2 separate regions of the Mus musculus genome follow, and region 1 is linked to region 2. Evidence: chromatin contacts called from public HiChIP or PLAC-seq data. All regions are on one chromosome and are shown on one strand. Each heading gives the region's core, a stretch centred on a gene start, on an enhancer-like site or on the middle of the called end of the contact. The rest is flanking DNA. Distances are from core to core; before and after follow the strand shown. Region 1 holds the start of Fam171a2 (family with sequence similarity 171, member A2). Region 2 holds the start of Etv4 (ets variant 4).

The links. HiChIP or PLAC-seq counts read pairs in DNA pulled down with a chosen protein or histone mark.
Region 1: a FOXA1 HiChIP or PLAC-seq map of pancreatic cancer cells shows a contact between it and region 2. The contact joins the promoter of Fam171a2 here to the promoter of Etv4 in region 2. A contact is called at or near these places in 1 of 484 Hi-C or Micro-C datasets (embryonic stem cells) and 1 of 115 datasets of contacts at active chromatin or transcription factors (pancreatic cancer cells).

What each region holds. Positions count from the first base shown.
Region 1 is chr11:102,445,884-102,450,947 of GRCm38.p6, reverse strand. Fam171a2 (family with sequence similarity 171, member A2) reads left to right here and starts at 3,285. Exons shown (of 8, transcript NM_199200.2): 1 at 3,285-3,550. The coding sequence starts at 3,433.
Region 2 is chr11:101,783,383-101,787,943 of GRCm38.p6, reverse strand. It overlaps Etv4 (ets variant 4), which reads left to right and starts at 2,634. Exons shown (of 13, transcript NM_001316365.1): 1 at 2,634-2,836; 2 at 3,317-3,427; 3 at 3,621-3,714; 4 at 3,930-3,977. The coding sequence starts at 3,368. It overlaps Gm39392 (a long non-coding RNA gene), which reads right to left and starts at 2,623. Exons shown (of 3, transcript XR_880221.3): 1 at 353-2,623; 2 at 1-44.

The DNA.
Region 1 (5,064 bases), core at 2,036-4,535, 660 kb before region 2:
GATTCTGTCTCAAAAGGGTACTTTGAGTGTATGTCTGTCACTGGCTGCTATTGTGTGTCAACCTGACACAAGCTAGAGTCCTCAGACAGGAAGGAGCCTTGGCTGAGAAAATGCCTCCATGAGATCCAGCTGTAGGACATTTTCTCAGTTCTAGCACACTAGTGATCAATGGGGGAGGGCCAGCCCATTGTGGTCCTGGGTTTTATAAGAAAACATACTGACAAGCCAGGGAAAGCAAGCCAGTAAGCAACCTCCCTTCATGGCCTCTGCATCAGCTCCTGCCTCCAGATTCCAGTCCTGCTTGAGTTCCTGTCCTGACTTCCTCCACTGATGAGCTATGATCTGGAAGTGTAAGCCAAATAAACCCTTTCCTCCCCAACTTGCTTTTTGGTCCTGGTGTTTTTCGTCAAGTCAATAGAAACCCTGAGACAATGCCTTTCCTCAGCATACCACCCTACTCCCATTCCTCCTTAATAACGGTCCTATTTCTATCACATTTTTAGAAAGTAAGGAAAAAGAAAGCTGAGACAACTTTCAGTAGGGGAGCAGTCGTTTACTATGTCCAAGACCCTGAGTTCAATCTTCAGTACTGAGGGTGGGGAGAAAGACAGAGGAGGGTGATGTGGAGAGGAGAAGGGGGATGTGGAGAGGAAAGGGGAGGGGAGGAAAGGGGGTAGGGGAGGACAGGAGAGAAGAGAGGAGAGGAGGGAGGCTGGAGAGATGGCTCAATGGTTAAGAGCACTGACTGCTCTTCCAGAGGTCCCAAGTTCAATTCCCAGCAGCCACATGGTGGCTCACAACCATCTGTAATGACACAAAAATCTGTCAGAGAGCTGACACCCTCTTCTGAAGACAGCTATAATTGTACTCATAATACATAAAATAAATAAATAAATCTTAGGAAAAAAAGAAGGAGAAGAAGAAGAGGAGAGGTGAGGTGAGGCGGAAGGAGGCATGGAAGGAGGGGAGTGGTGAGGAGATATCAGTGGGTGCTGGTGGAGGCGCCACTTCCCGAAGTCTTCAAAGGGAAGCCAGGTAGTCAAGGACAGGGCTCTGACGGTTGATCTGAGGCAATGAAAGAGCCGTTCCCTGCATGGAGCAAAGTGTTCAGAAAAAAAAAATTTCTGCCAGTAACAAGGGGGCAAGTTCTGGCAAAGAGGGAGTTGCTGAGGCTGGAGCCGGGTGGGGAGGGCCCTGGGGTACTTGTTTGTTAGGGAGGCAGGGGTGGTGGCTGAGCAGACACGCCTTGAACACTGAATTCAATGCTACGTGTCCAGGGACAGAAGAGGTGCATATATTCACCTCACCAGAGCCCATACTTGATTGTACCCAGAGGGGTAAAATGGTAAATCCTGATAACAATGATTTGACATCCATGCATGGCAAGTTCCAGAACAGGTTTCTAGCTGGGTGACTGAATATCTAAGTAAAGATTAAGCCGTGATCCTTGAATACCAGCCAAATTTCCTCTGGAGTCAGTCAGTCATTGCAACTGAATGGCCCAGACCACCTATCTTGATCCCAGCAAAGCATTTTAGCCTTGGGCCTCACGGACGAGAGAAATGTGAGCGGGATTGTAGTGGCTGGGATTTTAGATCTGAATGATCCTGATAAAACTGGGGTGCGGTGGGGGGGTCTCTCTGGGGTGTCTCAGCTCCATGTCAACTCTGGGCTGCCTAGAGACATCAGGAGATCCTTGAACGAAGGCAGCAGTAGCCTCTCTGCCCCACAGATAACTCCTGGCTGTGGCAGGCACAGGGATAATACAGTGGGCAAGCAAGGCAGATTCCAGGGAGCTCTGACAGATTGTGAAGTCGGCTTGAGACCAACACGATGAAATTCACCAAGGAAGAGCGCTAAAGCCTGCACTTAGGTTCCAAAAAAAAAAAAAAAAAAAAAAAAAAAGTTACATAAGCACAGAACTGGGAAATATGGTTACACGGAAATCTCTATTAAAAAGGAAGAGATGCTGCGTGCAATCCCCTCTACCCTTGGCTGGCTACTCCAGGGTCTGAGGTGGGGGGCGGGGGCGGTGAGAAGAAGGAGGAGGAAGAGGAAACAGATGGAAATGAGGGGAGGAGAAAGAAAGAAGGAAAAGAGGGAAAGAGGAAAGGAAGGGATGAAGGGAAAGACCTGGTGACTTTGCCCCCTTAAGTAGAGAGACTTAGTCAGAGGGAAGCCTGCTGCGTCCCCTAGGGGAAGCCATCCTTGTCATAGGTCTCCTGGGTAGCAGGCTGTGCTGAAGAGGTGACTGGGCAGAGAGAACGACGCAAAACAGAAGCTAAGGGATAGTGACAGCCAGAAACGATAAGGAGAGAAAGGTTGTTTGGGAGCTTGTCTTCAAACATGGGGTTCAGCGAAGGAAGATCCAGTTTGTCAATCAGGATGCCGGAACCAATGGGATTCTTTTGTGGGGGGAGGCGTCTGCTTCCACTTCTACAAAACCTCTCTAGCCAGATGTCTCCTCCAGAAGGAGGTCTTATTACTCCAAGGGAGGCAAGCCCCTCCCCGGCCAACAATAGCACCACTTACTGCACCGGTGCACCTGTCAGACTTGTGTCAGAGGACCAGGAACTGGCTATGTAGAGCAAAGTGGCCTTGAACTCACAGAGCTCTTCCTGTTGGGATAAAAGGTGCCTGGCATTCCTCCACCATCACCCCGAACCACCCCTCACACACACCTTGGTATCTCAACCACGTTACTAGGTAGAGATTATTATGATTGTCACTTTAAAGGATAAGTGAGGCTGAATATAGCGGCTTGCATTTGAAATCCCAACACTCTGGAAGCGGAGGCAGGAAAAGGGCCATGAGTTCGAGGTCATTCTGAACTTCAGACCATCCTCTTTAAAGCAAGAGAGGCTAAGAAGGCTGTAAGGAACTTGTCTTGCCTGTTTCTGAATGGAAGTCATGGGGGGCGGGGGAGGAGGCTGACATGACCACAGGTCAGCTTCCCAATGTTGGATGGAGACCGCAGCCTCCTCAACACTACGGAGCTCTCGGTGTGGGAGAAGAAAATTCTCACTCTTTCCAACTACAGCCCTTAGGAGTAGGCAATAGCCATTCTCCTACCCCTCAATTTTACACCACATCTCAAGAGCTCTCCAACCCCAACCCGGGTAATTGCCCCCTAATCGCTGCACTCCATTGCTGTCTGGAATCTTGGGTTACCGGGTGGGGGCTGCCGGGTGGGCTGCAGGCAGAGCCGGGCCTCGAGGGGGCGGTGCCCGCTGGCCCGCCGTGCCGGGTGTCGACTGCAGGGGGCGCTGGCGGCCGCTCCGGGCAGAGACAATCGCGCCGAGCGGGCGCCGCAGCCGGAGCGGGAGCCCAACCCGGAGCTGCACAGAGCGGTGCAGAACTGGGGCTGAGCGGGGCCGGCCGATCAGGGCCGGGCGGCAACGATGGACCGCTAGGGCCCGGCCGAGCCCCGCGATGCCGCCGCCGAGTGGCCCCGGCGTCCTCGCGCGGCTGCTGCCGCTGCTGGGGCTGCTGCTCGGCGGCGCCTCCCGGGCTCCCGGCAAGTCTCCGCCGGAGCCCCCCAGCCCGCAGGGTGAGTATCGGCCTCGAGGGGCGGCGATCGTGGGCCTGTACCCTGTGATCGGCTGCCACCGCTGGCCCCCTCTTCACGGTGCTAGTGACTTGGGATGCATTCTGCTCCCAGGATGGCGGGGGGAAGGCGACCTGAGATCGGTGCTTCTGGGGGAGAGATTGGGGGACTGTTTGCTGCGGGGGTCTTGGGGAGACACAATGGAGAGGGCGAGGGTCTCCAGGCTCGGCGCTGCCGCCTCCTCCGACTTGTTTTTCTCCCTCCTGGTCCGCGAGGCACTGCAGCCAGAGCTATTGTCTGCGGAAGACACCCGCCCAGGGGCGGGCTGGGGCGGGCGCCGGCTCCGCAGCCCCCCGCGGGTCCCTAGCTGCGACCCAGGCTGGGTGGGGGCGCAGACATCGGCTGCCACCCTGGCCGGACTGGGGCTGGGAGCTTAGAGCTGGGCTGCGAGGGGGGAGGGGAGAGGGGGAGTGGGTGAGGCTGTAGGCGGGATTGACTGCTCGAATGGGGTTTTCACCCAGGAGCCTGACAGCTTCTAGCCAATCCCCCCCCAGGTTTAGAATTTGGGGCTCACCGAATAAACACTGATCAGCTCATGCTAGAGGGAGGGGATGCATTTGGAAGGGGGGGGGCGAGTACAGGCGTTATTGTGATTCCCGGCTCAAGGCGCATGGCAGGGCTGTGGTCACGGAGCCATGCTGAGCTGGCTGGCTAGCTGTGGGCAGTACCAGCTGAGAGGGCAGGTGTCTGGGTCCTTGTCCAGCCTGTCTCTTGCTACTACTCTCTTCTACCAGCTTCCCTTCTTCATTTCACTCATTCCCCCGCCCCCAAAGGAGACCCTGACCCTCCTAACGCCTAACCTGGCCCACATGGGTGTGTGAGGTGAAGGTAGAGCTGGCCCCTGCATTGGGAGCTGGACACCCTGACTCCACAGCTCACTCGTGGGTGCTCTGGGCCTCTCTTCTCCTCATCCCTGCTTCCCTCTCCCACCTTTCTGGTTCCTGCGCCACCACCCCACAATTGCTCTTCCTTCCCTGCCTGCGGTTCCATCCTGAAACAGTGTTCTTTGCTCCTTATGCCACCCCCCCCCCACACACACACACACCAGAAGCTAGCAGGAAAGGCGGAAGGCGGGGGTCTGGTTGAGGGAAGTAGGGTCCGGATGAAGGAAGGAGGTCGGATTTCCTCCTGGAACAAGGCAGGGCTAGCCAAGTGGAGAGATGCAGATACTGTATGGAATGCCAAGCTTTGAGGGTGGGGAGGGATCTTCCTGTGCCTCAGTCTCCCCTAATCTCCCAGAGAAGAGGCCCAAGCTAAGAAGCTTCTCCTCCTCCAAGGCCCAGGGGAGGGAGGAAGGGCCCAGGGAATTGGCTGGAATACAGCCAGAATAAGGGGCTCTCTCAGGCAGCTGGCGGGGAGCCCAGGCTGTGGGGAAGCAGGGAAAGGAGTCTGCTAGACACCTGCCCCACCTCCCAGCTTGGTGCTGACTTTCCTTCCGGCCTTACCTGCCCACCTCT
Region 2 (4,561 bases), core at 1,385-3,884:
CAGGAAATCCAGTGTCTCTGGCCTCTGTAGGTACCCACACAAACCTACACAAACACATAAATAAAAATTAAATTAAAAATAAATAACGCAAAATAAGAAAAAAAACGTTATAAAAATTGTGTGGGGGAGAGTCAGCCTCTTTGATGGCTTCAGAGCCAGCTTGCCAGTTACATTCAGGCTTTCTTTCTTCCAAGCCTGTATCAGGGATCTCCCAGCTCCCAGGGCAAACAGTGGGTTCCCTTTGTATAAAAATTTACATATCTAAAGTCCACATTTGCATTTTATAATTTAAATTCCTAGGAAACAGGTTAGAGTCCAGCCCCCCAATCTACTGGAGGAAGAGAATATTTACCTGCCCAGCTTCCCCCAGAGCTGTATTGGAGGAGGCAGGAAGCATCGGAAGTCATAAAGGAGCCCTGAGCATCCTGCATCTGAGGGATGCTGGTCAGGTCAGGTTTGGGAGTGTCCTCATGTGCTCCTTAAAGGATCTCTCTTTGGAGTACCCTCAATGGGGGGGGGGGTTTCTATTGTCACCTCTTGTAAAATGAGGTGAGGGTGGCAGGCGGCAGGAACTGGTGAAAAGCGTGCACACAAGGCTGGATGCTTCAATGTCACTTAACCCACATCTCCAGCCTCTCTCTTCCTTCCTCTGCTTAACAACCTTGGACTCCATTGGAGAAGAGGTCCCAATGCTCCCTTTGGAGAAATGTCATTGATCATTGATCATCATCTGAGTGTTCAGTCCCAGGCCAGGGCAGGTGTGGCAGCTGTAGCTGCAGCTGCAGTTGGTTCTCTTGCTGGGTCTATAGCTTGAGCCAGAGATAGGGAGGTAGGCTTCTTTGGTCTCTGCCAGACCTGGGAAGCAGAGGAAATATTAACTAGCCAGGGCTCTCCAGAGAAGTGGAGGAACTCCGAGTCAGACAGGCAGCCCCGGACAGGCCTCAACTGGAGCACCCAGTGCTCACTCAGGGACCCACCTGAACCTTCATGGAGACCACATCAGAGATCTTTTCCTAGAACTGCCTGCCTTCCTCCCCCACTTCTCCTGGTCTAGGAACTCACACCCCTCCCTAAACTGGCTCCATCCGCCCCAAGCCGGGATTTGCTTGGGCTTGCCTGTCTTTCCTTGGGCAGGGTGCCTGCAAAACTCCATTACTTAGCTTTTTATTGTAGCTGTTCACCTGACAGGCATTTTGTGCAACTCTTGAGTGCGAGCGAGGCTCAAGGAAGGAGTCCTCCTCTGGGCCCCCGCAGAGATCCCCATAACTATATAGGGATTTCTCTAACAGGGAAGAGAATGAAAGATACCTCACCATATATATGGACTGACCCAGGCTCTCATGAAAAGGGGGGTCCCTAGAGGAGAGCGGCAGCAGGTTCAAACTTTAAAGAACAGTTTGGTAGGTAAAGGGGAGGAGTTTGTGTGGCAGAAAGAGCCCAGTTCAGGTGCCAGGGGGTTAAGGTTTTTGTCCCTTCTCTGACTCCTACAGGCTGGAAGAGATTGCATGCACCTTTTCTTTCTCAGAAGTACTGTTTGGTTAGACAGATGAACTTTGAAAGCAGCCCTGTGGGCCTGTGGGTCCTTGTGACGGCATCTAAAGCAACCCAGATCCCAAGGGAGGTAGTCTTTCTCACACTTGCTTGGCGCCCAGCACCATGTCTGACACAGCAGATATTTACTGAAGGCAGTGATGCTCGAATGACAAACACTAAGATCAACCTCTTGGACAAAATTGGAACCCATCCTGTCTTTTGATCACCAAGTCACTTGGGATTTCTGCTTCCTATCATAAGGAGTAAGATGGCAGCGAGAGAGACATCCTTGAGCCTCTTGTTGGCAAAGCCTCGAATGAATGATAAAGCGGGTCACAGAATAAGCAACTCTACAGATCACAGACCCGTGAGAAAGCCGGTTTGAGCCAGTTTACATTTACTGAGCACCAACTGTGCCTCCATTTGTTTTCAAGTAGCTCGGGGTCTCAGAGGGCTGCACAGAAGACCTTGGTGGCTTTGAAACGCTAATGCCCCTCAGTGACAAGCTGAGTTACCTCAGGTGAGGAGGCCATGGTGTCTTTCTTAGCTTTCTTCCATTTTCATTTGTAAAGTAAAATGGAAACCGCTCCGCAGCACCACGTTATGGGAAGGAAATTAGCACGTGGAGGCAGAGCGCTTCATAAATGCTAGTTATTATGGTTCCTCTGGGCGCACAAGTCCGTTTGCCTCCCCCTCCCCCCAGGGCACACAGACGTGTTCACACTCCCACGTAAGTATAGATGCACAGAGGCGTGAGCTAACGCCAGCGGAAGGAGCTCAGGGGTCCTTAGACCCAAAACCCAGGTTGGAACCCGTGGAGAAGCTGCCGGGTCTTCAGCTTCCGTCTTTTTTTCTCAATTCTTTATGAATGAACTAAAGCCGAAAGGAGTTTATTTTTTTATGAATGGAAGTCCAAAAAGTGAATGAAGCCAGGAGCCAGCCCCTACTTTCTGATTGGTCTTCGTGGCTGGGAAACTCCTCCCTCAAGCTCAGCTAGCCGAGTCTGAGGATTGGCGGGCGTGCCCGGCCCTGGGGTTTCATTCACAAAAGTCAATGAAACAAAGGGAACCGGTGGGGAGGGGCGGGGGAAGAGCGAGAACGGAGGCCAAGGCAAAGGAAATGCACCAATCAGCTGCTCCCCCGGGCTCACAACTGTCTGCTGCGCCCGGAAAACAAGCCGGGGCTCTGGGGACCCGGGGCTCAGGCCGCCTCGCTCCGGCCTAGCCCCGCCACCTTAGTTGTGTCATCCCCCGGGCATGCTGAGCATCCCCCCGCGGCTCCGGCACAGACGCCCGGACCTCAGGTGAAGCTGCGGAAGGGGAAGGAAGGGAGAGTGTCTGTGATTTCCCCGCTTCATCTCCCACACACCACACTCTCTCTGTTCGGCGCCCGCTTCCGCACATTCCGGGGCGGGGGTGGGAGGCGTCGGGATTCGAGGCTGGAGGGGGCGCCTGAGTTATGGGCGTGCGAATGGTGTGCGCCGCGCGCGCGCGCCCACATACACACACACACACTCACACACGCGCGCACACACACACGCACACACACGTCTTATGTAACCCAGTTCGGGCTGAGCAGGGCTGCAGAAAGCAGACACACCAACCCCAGCTCAAGGGAGCAGGTGGGACCTCCTTTGGCGGGAGAGGAGTGGCGGTGGAGGCGCTCGGCCGCGCAGGTCCCAGCGAGTCGGAGAAGTTTCGCTGTCCGATCCAAAGCCTCGCGATCGCCCCCTCCCCCCCGCAGCGCTCCCGGGACCGTGTGCGAACTGCCTCCCCCCTCCCAGGTCTCTGCCTCCGCGCGGGGGCCCGGCCCTGTGGCCGGAGGGAGCGGCCGGATGGAGCGGAGGATGAAAGGCGGATACTTGGACCAGCGAGTGCCCTACACCTTCTGCAGCGTGAGCGCCGCGCCGGCCTCCACGCCCGCCCCCGCCCCGCACCCCGCCCCTACTCGCCCCGCAGCCCCCTCCCGGGGGGTCTCAGTGGGTCCAGGACCGCCTGGCCCCTGAGCCACCCCGGGACCCCACCCCCAACCCCAAGCTAGACTCCTCAGGGTGATTCGGGGGCATTCTTCCCCCCTCCTTCCAGCAGAAATCTCCCGGAAATGGGAGCTTGGGCGAAGCGCTGATGGTCCCGCAGGGAAAGCTCATGGACCCGGGCTCCCTGCCGCCTTCCGACTCAGAAGGTAAAGAAACAGACAAACTGCGACCCCTCTGCTTAATCCACGTACATCCATCCCAAAGCCTTATCCTGGACTTCCCCAACCCACGTTTCCCCAAAAGTCAAACCACTCATTCTTCTCCGTCCCTTATCACCAGTGGGGAGGCTGTAACCCGGGCTCGCCAGGTCTCTTCCCCATATTATCGCCACCTCTTCACCAATCCAATATTCACCCATCAGATCTCTTCCAGGACCTCAGTCACTTCCAAGAGACGTGGCTCGCAGAAGGTGAGTAGTTTTGTTTCCTTCCTAAAATTAGAAGTGGGACATGGGGGGCGGGGGGTTCTTGTCTGTCTCAAGGAGTCCTTCAACCCCATCTCTCCAGTCCCTAACCATGTCACTCTCCCCGGTGCCCAGTGTGGACACATATCGATATTTATTTTCTCGCCCGGAGCCAGGCTTGTATAACTAGGCCTGGGGATGAATCAGACTATTGTGTGGGGTATTTGCTTATTTGAATGGATTTTGGCCCAAGGCCCGTTTTTTTTTTTTTTTTTTTTTCCTAGTTGAAAATTTCATTTGCAGAGTTTGTCTGGCAGGAGGCTCCTGGCCTAGGTGTAGTGTTGGGGTGTTGAGGTATTGAAAGAGAGCAATGAGAAACGGGAGGAATAAGGAGTAATTTATTACCTATCTTCTGGAGTTGCTGGAACCTTGCTTGGTTTTTTACTCTCTTCATTTCACTTCTTCCTAACTCCGAGGGCCAATTTACTGACCAAGCCAAAATAACAACAAAAGTTTCAATACTTCTTTTCTTGGCACTTTGGCAGAGAAGATTCAGGGCTGCCTCCCCAAATAGCCTTGATTATAATTCC